Regions from separate parts of the Mus musculus genome. Here region 1 is linked to region 2. A link is a contact called in public Hi-C data. All regions are on one chromosome and are shown on one strand. Each heading gives the region's core, a stretch centred on a gene start, on an enhancer-like site or on the middle of the called end of the contact. The rest is flanking DNA. Distances are from core to core; before and after follow the strand shown.

Region 1 (6,452 bases), core at 2,407-4,906, 64 kb after region 2:
TCTTTCCCAGGCAAGGACCATACACTGTTTACTCGTGAAAGCCAGCGCTGTGCCTGCCTCAGCAGTGAGAAGGGAGGGGCAGTGACAAGGAGGGGGCAGTGAGAAGGGGGGGTAGTGAGAAGGGGCAGTGAGAAGGGGGGGCAGTGAGAAGGAGAGGGCAGTGAGAAGGAAGGGGCAGAGAGAAGGAAGGGGCAGAGAGAAGGAAGGGGCAGTGAGAAGGAAGGGGCAGAGAGAAGGAAGGGGCAGTGAGAAGGAGAGGGCAGTGAGAAGGGGGGGCAGAGAGAAGGAAGGGGCAGTGAGAAGGAGAGGGCAGTGAGAAGGAAGGGGCAGTGAGAAGGAGAGGGCAGTGAGAAGGAAGGGGCAGAGAGAAGGAAGGGGCAGAGAGAAGGAGAGGGCAGTGAGAAGGGGCAGTGAGAAGGAGAGGCAGTGAGAAGGAGAGGCAGCGAGAAGGGGGGCAGTGAGAAGGGGGGCAGTGAGAAGGAAGGGATAGTGAGAAGGGGGCGCAGTGAGAAGGGAGGGGCAGTGACAAGGAGGGGGCAATGAGAAGGAGAGGGCAGTGAGAAGGGGCAGTGAGAAGGAGAGGCAGTGAGAAGGAGAGGCAGTGAGAAGGGGGGCAGTGAGAAGGGGGGCATTGAGAAGGAAGGGGCAGTGAGAAGGGGGGCATTGAGAAGGAAGGGGCAGTGAGAAGGAAGGGGCAGAGAGAAGGAAGGGGCAGAGAGAAGGAAGGGGCAGAGAGAAGGAAGGGGCAGAGAGAAGGAAGGGGCAGAGAGAAGGAAGGGGCAGAGAGAAGGAAGGGGCAGAGAGAAGGAAGGGGCAGAGAGAAGGAAGGGGCAGTGAGAAGGAAGGGGCAGAGAGAAGGAAGGGGCAGTGAGAAGGAGAGGGCAGTGAGAAGGAGAGGCAGCGAGAAGGGGGGCAGTGAGAAGGGGGGCAGTGAGAAGGAAGGGATAGTGAGAAGGGGGCGCAGTGAGAAGGGAGGGGCAGTGACAAGGAGGGGGCAATGAGAAGGAGAGGGCAGTGAGAAGGGGCAGTGAGAAGGAGAGGCAGTGAGAAGGAGAGGCAGTGAGAAGGGGGGGCAGTGAGAAGGGGGGCATTGAGAAGGAAGGGGCAGTGAGAAGGGGGGCATTGAGAAGGAAGGGGCAGTGAGAAGGGGGGGCAGTGAGAAGGAGAGGGCAGTGAGAAGGGGCACTGAGAAGGAGAGGCAGTGAGAAGGAGAGGCAGTGAGAAGGGGGGCAGTGAGAAGGGGGGGCAGTGAGAAGGGGGGGCAGTGAGAAGGGGGGGCAGTGAGAAGGAGAGGCAGTGAGAAGGAGAGGCAGTGAGAAGGGGGCAGTGAGAGGGGGGCAGTGAGAAGGAGAGGCAGTGAGAAGGGGGGCAGTGAGAAGGGGGGCAGTGAGAAGGAGGGCCAGTGAGAAGGGGGGGCAGTGAGAAGGGGGGCAGTGAGAAGGGGGGGCAGTGAGAAGGGGGGCAGTGAGAAGGAGAGGCAGTGAGAAGGGGGGCAGTGAGAAGGAGAGGCAGTGAGAAGGGGGGCAGTGAGAAGGAGAGGCAGTGAGAAGGGGGGGCAGTGAGAAGGGGGGCAGTGAGAAGGAGAGGCAGTGAGAAGGAGAGGCAGTGAGAAGGGGGGGCAGTGAGAAGGGGGGGCAGTGAGAAGGGGCAGGAGTGACAGAGACGCTGTTGTGATTGGGGAGAGGAAGGTTCTTCAGAAGGGAAGAGAGTGACATATGTCTATACACGTTTGCAAATCTGTTGACAGAAACAGCTTCGAACCTCATTGCTTTTCTAAACACTTCATTTTCATTCCCTCCTCCCTTTTCTTCCCCTTTCTCTTCCCCTTCCCCTTCCTTTTCCCCTTCCCTCCTTCCTTTGACTGGATCTCATGAAGCTCAGGGTGCTGTATTATTCTTTAAAAAGAAAAGAAACCTGACCACTTGCCATGTATGGCACCAACTTGCCCTTGGGAGAAGAGTCAGGAGTACAAGATCTGTCAGATACACAGTGAGCTTGAGGCCAACCAGGAATTCGTAAGATCCTGTCCCCCAAAATAAAGCAAAAAAAGGAAACACACACACACTAAAAACTTGAGTGTTAAGTAGATGTTTCTGTTCCCTCCCCATATCTAGGTCCAGTCTCCTGGTAGTTGATGTTAGTAGTTTTGTATCTTCGCATGTGGCTGTATAAACCTCTGCATAGATAGCCTGTGTCAGCACATTACCCTGGGCTGCCACATTCAAGATCACCACCCATATGGCTTAAACAAAACTCTAATGCCTCATTTCCAGAGGTGAAAAGCCCCAGAGTAAGATTTTGGCAAGTTGTCTTCTAAATGACCCCTGTAGAGTCTTCTTACATGGCAGTCCCTGTGACTCTGACAAGCCCCTGTGTTCAGGGCTGTTCCAATGATCCTGTTCAAAACCCTACCCTCTAAAGACCAAATAAAGTCACACTTTTGGGTACCAGAGACTAGTACTTCAACATGTGAATTTTGAAGGAGACACAGGCTCAGTAATATTAACCTTCTCATTTCAAAACAGTATCCTATTGTGTAGAAAGCCCACGATTACTTTAACATTAGGCCTAATGCAAATGGATTGTAGGCTTTCTCGATGTTTGTAACTAAGTCTTGGGATGCTCATAGGTGTGATTCTGCCAGGATGAACTTGGAAGAATTGTAAGTAATGCCCTCTGAAGAGTATAAAAATTATATGGAGGGGAGTTCATGAAGCCTCAACCCTATAAGGTATACAAAGAGCTACAGGCAACTAAGGAATGTCAAAGCAGGAAAAGTGTTCCCCGGGGAAGAGCACACCATTGGTTATCTAATACCAGTGGTCAGCCCTGAAAACACACACACAAATAACACTTTACAGTAAGAGCAGGGCACCTATTCATCTTTAGGACTATATATGTGTATGCTTATATGCATGTAAAAACAGTAATGAAAACAGAAGCCATGAATTTGAAAGAGTAAGGAGGCATATATGGGAAGGTTTGGAGGGAGGACAGCGAAGTGTGAAATGATGTAATTATGTTCTCAAAAATAAAATTGAAAAAAGTAAAGTGAAAATTATACCCCTTAATTCTTGGTGATACGACGCTGGTAGGAGATTGAGTTCAGCGTGTGGCTTGTGATGGTGGCCCAGGGCCTGGGGTTGCTTGTGCTTTTGTTTGAGGGTTTTCCACCCACATGACTTCATCATACATTACTCACTGAACATCTATTTACTGAGGCAAGGGTGGACAGCGCCGCTTTGTTCATTTTTAATTTTTATCTTAAACAAAAGGCTTTTTAAAAGAGTAATTTTGAGCTCATAGCAAAACTGAATAGAAAAACAGAAACTTTTTCCATATGCTCTGTTCCCACAGAAGTGTACCCTCCCCAGTGATGACTGGCTTTCTCCCATGGTGACCAGCCTCCTCCTGCGGTCATCATTATCTAATGTGATGATCAGCGTCCTCCCAGGATCAGCTTTCCTAATGACATCAGTGTCTTGCCATGTCACCATGCTCTCTCTTGGACAGCATCCCTCAGCACAGAGACCAGTTTATACCTCATGAGTCTGTATGTCCCCTTGGTTTCCCAAAGTCCCTAGTTTACGTTACAGCTCAGTCTTGGTGCTCTAAACCCTGTGTTTGTTTTATAAGCCTGACTTGTTTGGCAAAAGGCTTATGCCCTGTAGAGCCAGGAATAGGACAGTGGCTTTTCTCTCCAAGCTTGTGACAGCCTGGAGTTTGTCCAGCAGGAATTTTCTAAGGTGAAGAACTGGAGGAGGTTCTGCCAGGGTAATAACACTCTGGAGGCAGGGGCTGGATGAATCTATTATATCCTAAGTTGTGTTCTCCCTACAGTGTGGCCAGTCAGTGCAGGTGGAGTAAGAATTTCTTGGAATGCTAGCGTTCCTTTTATAGACTCTGTTGGCAGTGTCCACATAGTACATTTGTCAGCATTTAGCTTAAGGCAATGCATGCCTTCCCTTGTTTATTGGTATAGTTTGCTTTGAAGGGTGACTCTTGATATAGTAGAGAAAGGCTATTGTTGAATTGCAATATTTTTATAATCTTTATACAATATGTACACGCATATAAATGTACATATGTCTGGGTTTTGGCAGTACTGTTTTTAGACCTGTGGCACTGCACATGCTAGGTAGATTCTCTACACTGGACCAAAGCACTGCAAGTAAATAGTGCTGCTTGACAAACTCGGTGCATACATTGATACATGACTTAAACATGAATTAAACCACCTGCTTCGTTTTAGTGTTCTCCATAATCGTATCCTTTCTGTGACCATTTAGACAAATTTAAATATCTGTATGCATTCCTTTTCCCATCTGTGGAGATAGTAAGCCTAACCATCGACTCTGCCGTGGTACAGTTCCATCCTTAGCTAGAAGCTTTCTAGCTCATTCTGAATGCCTGAGATGTTGGCCTGTAAAGGGATGAGACATCCTGCCTGGGTTTTGAAAGTGATTGGCTATTCCTGTGCTTTGGGCCAGTGACAGGCAGCACAGCATGAGGGGAGCATCTGACAGAAGAGCCAGGGCCTCCCAGGCCTTTCTGTGACCTGATCTTGCTCTAGCTTTGCACTTAGGTCAGACATCTTCAACATTTGGGTCATGACCCCCTTTATGGGCCAAGTGACCCTTTCATAGGGGTTACCTGAGACCATCAGAAAACACAGCAGGTTATGGTTCATAGCAGTGACAAAATTAAAGTTATGAAGTAGCAACAAAAATAATTTTGTGGTTGGGGGGTCACCACAGCATGAGGAAGTGTGTTAAGGGGTCACAGCGTTAGGAAGGTTAGCGACCACTGTCTTAGGTTGGATGTGGCCGGGCCAGTCTTTTGCCACATTTGAGCAGTACTTAAGATTCAAACTTTAGTGAACTGCTTCTAAAGGAATTTTCTTTCCTAATAGGGTATTTTGTCACATCTGAACTTGGTATGCAGCGAATATGGTTATCTGAGACAACGTGGCTTAAAGAAAAGCTAGGAAAGAGGAGAGAGAGCCAGGGAATCAAGCTAGTTTTGGGGGTGGGGTGGAGGGAAGAGAGAATTAAAAAAGAGGAAGATCTGTACACATATGGAAAGAGTCAATAAAATCAGAGATGTCAGTGGGGACCAAGAGGCCTGAGGGTATGGAGTTGGTAGTGCTTTGCCTGTACAAGGCCTTGGGTTCAATCCTAGAACGTTATGGTGGTGCATGTCTGCATTCCCAGCCTTTGGGAGGAGGAGCTTGAGGCCAAAACAAAACACCAGCCAACAGGATGTCTGTATGTAAAGGGAACAGCAGCTATGCTGGTAAAGACCACGTGTAGCACCGCTCTTTGCACGCTCTGTCTGTTGGCTCAGCCTACGGAGAATTTGTTAAAAGCGGTGGCCTGTTTAGCCTTTTGAGTAAGATGGCTTGAAAAGTTGAGTGCTAGATGCTAAGAAGACGTTAGCAGGAATTTGAAGCCATGTTGCCATCCTGAAGGGCAGAGACTCCAACACCAGTGCTTTCATGAAGTAAGGAAGGAAGCTTGTGATATGACCAGACTTCGGAGATCTATGACATTGTTATAATTTGCTGTATTTTCAACACACCCTGCTACCTAGTCTCACTGTACATGATGTTTATAATATAGTCTTGTAACTCGTGCTTGTTTGGAAGCTTTGCAAAGTTCCCAAACTTCCAGATCATTTTCAAGAAATTGAACTATTAGGGCTTAGGTTCAATATAAAACAGTGTTGGCACTCACAGATTCAGATGTAGTTTGCAGTTTATGGCAATTCCTTTCAGAGAGGCTCTGTTGTGTAAAATCTCCTTTACACCAGCTGCAGCTGAGGGGGCTTCCAAACGACCACAGCAACGTATAAGGGACATGTAGCGTCTGTTCCCACTGTTACTTTATAAGTGGGGATACCGAGTCTTAATTTCTAGGTGGCAGAGTCTAACTCACAGTCCACAAAGGCTGATTTCTCTCCTGAGCTGCTATCCACTTACTAGCCTGCTGCCTTATGTTTTATCGAAGATCTAGTTTTCCCAAATAATGGGGGCAGAGAGAATGTTGAATTGGTTCAGTATGTGCTGTACAAGCAAGAGAAATTGATATGATTTCTGGGACCCACATAAAAAACTGGGTGTGGCAGCCTACCCCTGTAGTTCCAGTCGCCATGGGCTTCCTGGCCAGCTCATCTGGGTGAGTGGATGAGGTCCACATTCAGAGGAAGACTCTGTCTTGAAAAACAAAGTGGAAAAGTGTCAGGAGCGGCATCCAGTGCAGACCCCTGGCCTCCACCCACATGCATGTGCAGTACACATGGCCATGTGACCCAGTGACCTAGTTTCCCCAAGTGAAAGACGTATATACTCTAGTGGTACATCAAGAGTCTCTGCCCTGAGCCTATACTGCACTCAATAGCCTAGAAAGACTGCTGTAAGGGGCACTAGACTGAGAAATAAACAGTGCCTGCAT
Region 2 (6,079 bases), core at 1,595-4,094:
TGTTATGCTAAGTTTAAGAAGTAATTAAGTAAAAATGTGAAATTTTCAGACACAACATCATTAATTGCATTAATTGCACTGACTGCTAGCATCAAAATTGCCCTGTGTATTTAAGGAAAAAGTGACAATGGTGAGTGTGTGTGTGTGTGTGTGTGTGCACTCATGTTCACATGTGTGTGCATGCGCATATCTGTACCAGTGCCCCTGTGTACAGAGGACCAGTGTTGACATCAGCTGTCTTTATTGCTTGCTCCTTTATTTACTGAGTCAGGATCTCTCAACTGATCCCAGAGCTCAGTCATAACCTCCTCTGGCTCCCATCTTGTCCTGGGTTGAATCACCTCTCTGTCTCTGCCTCTCGCAGGCTGGGTTTACACATGGCCCCCATGCCTTGGCTGGATTTTATGTGAGTTCTGTGGAATCCAATTCTAGTCCTCACTGTTTAACCACTGAGCCATCCGCCCAGCCCAGCCTTTCACTGTGAACAGGAACACAGGTTGCAAGGGCAGAGTGGCCCAGTGGTTAGAGCACATTAGTCTTGCAGAGGACATGGGTGTTAATTCCTACCGCTCACATGGTGGCTCATATAACCCTAGTTCTCAGGGACCTAACAGGCATGCATGTGATGCACATACACATATGCATGTACATATTTCATACATGTAAAGTAAAATAAATATTTCTTTAAAAAAGAAACTCATGTATCTGGGGACAAAGGAAGCCTCGGGCATTTTTATATGTATGGATTAATCATGAAGGGAGAATTTGCTGGCACGTTTAAACTCAGCAGGGCACCGAAAAACGAAGAACAGCAGAATGGCTGAGGCTCCGGACTGTCTTATATAAGACATAAGAGGCACTGCTGCAGACACTGAATCTAAAACCCCCTAATTGTAGGGTTCGTTATTTTATAGGCTCATGAGGAAGAAACATTACCAATTAAGCTGCAACAATCTTTCTTACCACCCAGAAATGTTACACCATTCAAAGAGCTTTAAATGCTTAGAAAGGAATGGGACAAAGTATTTTACATTGTCTTCCTCAGTCCCTGTGGCTCACACAGATGGCAGCTCATTCAGTCATTTCTCTCTAGTACAGTGGGGTCATACACATGGTCTCCACTACCAGACTGAAACTAAGTTGCTGTCTGAGCTGCCAAGACAGTCACGATTACAGAGAGCATCAATGAACCGGTTCTAAAGAAGACAAGGCTGGGGGGGGGAGGGGGGGGAGAGGGGGTAGACCAGGTTTTTGTTTTAACCATTTTCTCTCTCTTTTAGACAAAGTCTGTGGTATCCCCGTTTTGATTCAGTCTTTACTTGAATTTGCTAAGTAGCTGAACATGACTTTGAACTCATTATCTTCTTGTCTCCACCTTCCTCCTGGTGGGATTCCAGACACATGTACCACCATACCAGGTTTTGTTCGATGCTGGGAACTGAACCTAGGACATCTTGCATATAAGCATGCACTCTATGAAGTAAATCACACCCCCTAGCCAAATCATCTGTTTCTTTAGCAATTTAAAATAAGTACTCTGGGTTAGGCATGGTATTGGATGTATAGGCTAGGGGTTCAAAGTCGTCCTTTGCTATATAAGCATCAAGCTACACGAGACCCTGTCTATAAACAAACAAAATCTCCAGCTGAATCTATTTTAAAAGCATTTCTAAAAAATGGACCTAAGCCAGTAGTGGTGGCACATACCCTTAGAGCAGCACTCAGGAGGCAGAGGCAGGAGGATCTTGAGTTTAAGGCCAGCCTGGTCTACAGAGTGAGTTCCAGGATGGCTAGGGCTACATGGGGAAACCTTATCTCAAAAAAAAAAAAAAAAAACAAAAAAACAAAAAACAAAAAAACAAAAAACAAAAAACCAAGAAGAAGAAGAAGAAGAAGAAGAAGAAGAAGAAGAAGAAGAAGAAGAAGATATGAAGAAATGGACCTAAACTGTTCTTAAGTAACTGAAACCTGACTACGAATAAACAGACAGAATTCATGGAACTGCCTTCCTTCCAGGAAGGAAATTCTGCCTTTTGTCTCTCACAAAGACATCCTCAAAAGAAAGCCTTCTATTGATTTCATGAAGGCAGCTAACTGGCTGTGGTTCGGATCCAGCCAATCACTTCCAAAGACCTCATACTTCAAAGATGCTGTGAATATAATGACTCAAAGAGACACCAGGGGGCCTTTGTTGAAATGTAATCTGAAAAGATAGGCCAAGGTAAAAAAAAAAAAAAAAAAAAAGAAAAAGAAAAAAAAAAGAAAAAAGAAAAAAAAAGCCCATTATTAAAGAAATAGACCCAGACCTCTAGTACTGCTTTTAGGAAATTAAAGTACATTAGTGAGGAACGTTGAGGTTGGGAGAGAGGGAGTGTAAGAAACATAATTTAAAGACCATTTTGAATGACTCAAACGTCATTTTGTGTACTTGGAATAATGTAACGCATATAAGATATAAGTTTGTCACTGGGCAGCTCTGATAAGAGTTAGGCCCCAAAAGCAAGCCCCTGGCAGACCACCCAGCAGCTCAGACCTGAGCTCAGCCCAGGTCTGGCCCTGATATGCTAATGAGATAACCCCAACAGGCTGTTGATGAGCTGGTGAACAGGCTCCGCCAGGCTGTGAGCCCTAAGAGTGGCAAGGCTACCAAAGAAATGATACAAAAATTGGAACGATGGGAATATTCTGTAGGACCTCACTGTCACGATCCTTAGACACCTCGCCTCTGGCTCGTGTTCATAAGCATCACCAAGAGGACTTGAGACTGGGCGTGGCCCTGGCTTCAGTGACCTCTCTTGCTGAGGCCACACAGGGCTGTCTGTCAGCGATAGTTATTGGCCTGTGCTCTTTAGGACCTCCCAGACCACCATCCGCGCTATCTTCCTGCCAGCAACAGCTGAAGAACCTCACAGAGGATGTGGGCCGAGCCTGCAAGCTTCCATAGATAGCATCCTCCCCCGGATTCCCCAGTGGACCCTGCAGCAGCATTTCTGCCCAAACAACCATTCATCTCCTGCTTGTTTAACTTTTATGTTAGCAGCTCCTATAAGGAATGTTGTTGTGAATAAACCGAGCATGTTTGATAGACAAATCTTGTGTGGACATCCTAACTGCTGAGAGTCTTACAGCCCACAGGCTGTGCTCTTGGCAGGAGGGAGGTATAAATTGCCTTTGTCTCCCTTACTCTGACAACCTCAACTATAAGCTGTGTTTACTTGAAATCAGGAGAGTGAATATTTTGTGGATTGAATTTTAAAATCAAAGCAGAATAAATTTCCCTGGTATGTAGAAGAACAGAAATGAACCATCTTTTAGAAATGCTTTTTGAGATTTCATAGTAAACGTGTATAGTAACTGCACTATTATTTCCCTAAGTCACACAAATATATTTCATGTTAACCAGGCTGGACATCAAACCCAGGGCTTCATGCATGCTAAATGAGCACTTCGTCAATTGAACTGCATCCTTAGCCCCCAATATTTATCTTAGTGAAGCTGAAGATACTCAGTAGTAAGTAGGTAGCATAAATGTTAGTGTGCTTAGCATCTGTAAGACTTTGGATTTGAGGCCTGGCAACTCTCCAATACACTGCTTGAAAACTTCTTACATAATTTAAGATGCAAAGGTGTATTCAACATGCTACTGTATTCCAGGGTAGATGTGTCACTCTGGGGATGCCAGGGGATCCTAGCAGATGAGATTTAGCCACTCATCCCCAAAGAATCACAGGGAAAAAAAACCCCAAAAACCTTTATTCCCCTTGCTGTCAGGAAGACATAGCTAAGTGCCAGGCCCCTTTGGGGTGCCAAAAGCAGCCTTAGATCACACAGGACCAGAACAAAGGCAGAGTCAGGGCAGTTTGATTGCAAATGGTCGAGGTCAGGTCACACAGTCGGGCTGGCTATTATCTGAGGACTTTTCTCACAGCCTTGTAAATGTCAAGGAAATTGCTGCTCAGGGGCAGTCTGCCTTTGACTCACAGGATGTCTGTCTATTACAGCTGTGTGATTCTGGACTTTATGATAAACAGAGGGTAAGAACAACTCAGAAAAGGACAGAAACAAAATGAGTCAGGCTAATTGGATCCCCTTCTAAAGGATTTGTAAACACCTGAGTGTAGACAAACTAAAACCCAGAGCGCACCTTGTACATCTATCTCAGTGACGTCTCCTTATGGCTGGCAGCAGAAACAGACCTAACTCTAACCTGAACGGACTAAATAATTGAAATTAATATGTTCCCTGGTGGGGGGGTGGGGGGCTGGATGGAGCTGAAAAGCCTGCTGAGCGGCTCCCTCCCCTTTCATTAATGTGGCATCTGAGTTCCCTGGAGTACTGCCTGAGTCTTTCCCTTTGTACTGTCTACACTCAGGGGACTTGCCAAGCAAATTAACAATGTGATGTGATTAAAGGGAGACTCTCTACAACACAAGGCAGAGTTTAAAGTGCCATTTTAGGGCCTCAGAGCCATCAGCGCTCTGAACATATGGAACTGTTGCGATTGTACAAAGGAATTTCGCTTACCTTACTGACATCACCTGCTCTAAGTCCTAACCAGGCTGTCGTCAAAATTAGCTATAACCTGTTTATAACATAACCATCACAATGCCTTGGTAACCTACTTGTGCTCATTATTTGAACTTGAAAATTTCAAGAGGAAAATGAAAATTCTTGCCATAGGAACTAGTGGAGTTACATTCCATTTTTTTTTTCTACCTTCGTATATAAAAAGCAAGGCACAGTAAGAGGAGTTAGTCTTCCTGTCCAACATAATCAGGAGGCTGCAGGGAGCACCTCTGGACTTGGAAGTAGTTCCTGTGACCCAGAGATGCAGAAGACAGGCCAAGGTACCACCCTTTGTTTTCTAGACAAAAAAACACAACGCAACAAAACAAAAAATACCTTTATTGATTCTTTGCAAGTTTCATATCATGCACCCCAGTCCCATCCATCGTATCTGCCCTTTGCCCTTGCAGCCCCCAACTCCTTATCCCCCAAAATGAAAAAAAAAAAACAACATACAAACAAAATAAAGCATAGAAAATATTTCATTATGGAAGCTTTACCGTGTCACAGTGTGTCCCACAGTGCACCCCTCTGTCCACACATCTTCACTTGCAAATGTTTATTGCAATGAGTCATTGGGTCGGTTCAAGGTCTCTGGCTCCTGTGACACCATCAATATTGGATCCTCCCCAGGACTTTTCCCTGTTATCCTGTTGTTGCCCTGGGTCTTGGACATCCTGAAGCCCTGGGTTAGTGGGTCCGGCCCCTTCAAGTCCCCCAACAGTTCACAGATGATGTAGATTTTGGAGTGGGCCAATTGAAAGCACCTGAATGTGGGCCTTGGTGAGAGCTGGGCTGGTCGACTTTCCCTTATCTGTACCACCAGGGTGAGCTCTCCAGCACTGCTCTGACTAGACCACTCAGTGTCCTTGGCAGGAGGTAGGAGGTAGGAGACATTCCTAGGCAGCTCCTTGCCAGTCTCCACTAAGCCTCCCCACTGTCTGAGCTGTACCTCAGAAGGCCTAGTGTTTTTCTCGTGGCTGTTTACTTCTTCCTTTCCTTCATACCAGCTAAACCCCTAGACCTGTTACCAGTTTGCCCTACGCCCTCCTCTCAGCAGCTTACCTGTCCTGTCTGTTTTTCTTTTCCCTTCAAATTCCAATTAAACTGTCCACATGTTCCCTTCCCAGTCTGTTTTTAGATTTGTTTATCAACCAGATCAAGAACCTACAAAAAGGACTCAGGACTCTGTGTCCTTTGTGGTCAGGGTGGGGCCTGTGCCACAGAAGCCAGAAGGGACCCACATAAGGAGAGTGTGCAGGGCCCTGGGCGAAAGAGAGGGCCATTGGGGAAAATTGAACTGACATGGTTGATCATTTAGGAACTAAGACAAGCAGACCAGGACCCAGAAGACAGTGTAGCGTTCTTCTGTCACCTCAGCATTCATGCAGGGAAACAGAAGGCAGAGACAGAAATGCCGCTGGAGCTCGAAGCCCAGGCAACCTGGAATAAGCAGTGTAGCGTGGAAACTATAAGAGAGGCTCTGCTTCAAAAAGGTGAGATCAAATTTCTC

Evidence for each region. Hi-C and Micro-C count contacts between places; a contact is called where the count stands out from the background.
Region 1: a Hi-C map of cortical neurons shows a contact between it and region 2, with 1.9 times the contacts expected there. The contact joins two enhancer-like sites. A contact is called at or near these places in 1 of 15 datasets of contacts at CTCF or cohesin (large pre-B cells), 19 of 484 Hi-C or Micro-C datasets (CD4 T cells, the G1E-ER4 cell line, LSK cells and 13 more), 2 of 115 datasets of contacts at active chromatin or transcription factors (the NIH/3T3 cell line and double positive thymocytes) and 2 of 9 other capture datasets (adipose tissue and liver).

What each region holds. Positions count from the first base shown.
Region 1 is chr13:92,653,530-92,659,981 of GRCm38.p6, forward strand. The region is part of intron 1 of Serinc5 (serine incorporator 5); the gene reads left to right. Among named protein-coding and RNA genes, the nearest start is that of Serinc5, 46 kb to the left of the region's middle. Within about 2 kb of position 3,657, at least 53 of the 459 cell types and tissues checked have an H3K27ac peak or open chromatin away from gene starts, as enhancers often do. A contact at or near this core is called in cortical neurons and granulosa cells, where this site is marked.
Region 2 is chr13:92,590,322-92,596,400 of GRCm38.p6, forward strand. No RefSeq gene overlaps it. Among named protein-coding and RNA genes, the nearest start is that of Spz1, 17 kb to the left of the region's middle. Within about 2 kb of position 2,845, at least 80 of the 459 cell types and tissues checked have an H3K27ac peak or open chromatin away from gene starts, as enhancers often do. A contact at or near this core is called in cortical neurons and granulosa cells, where this site is marked.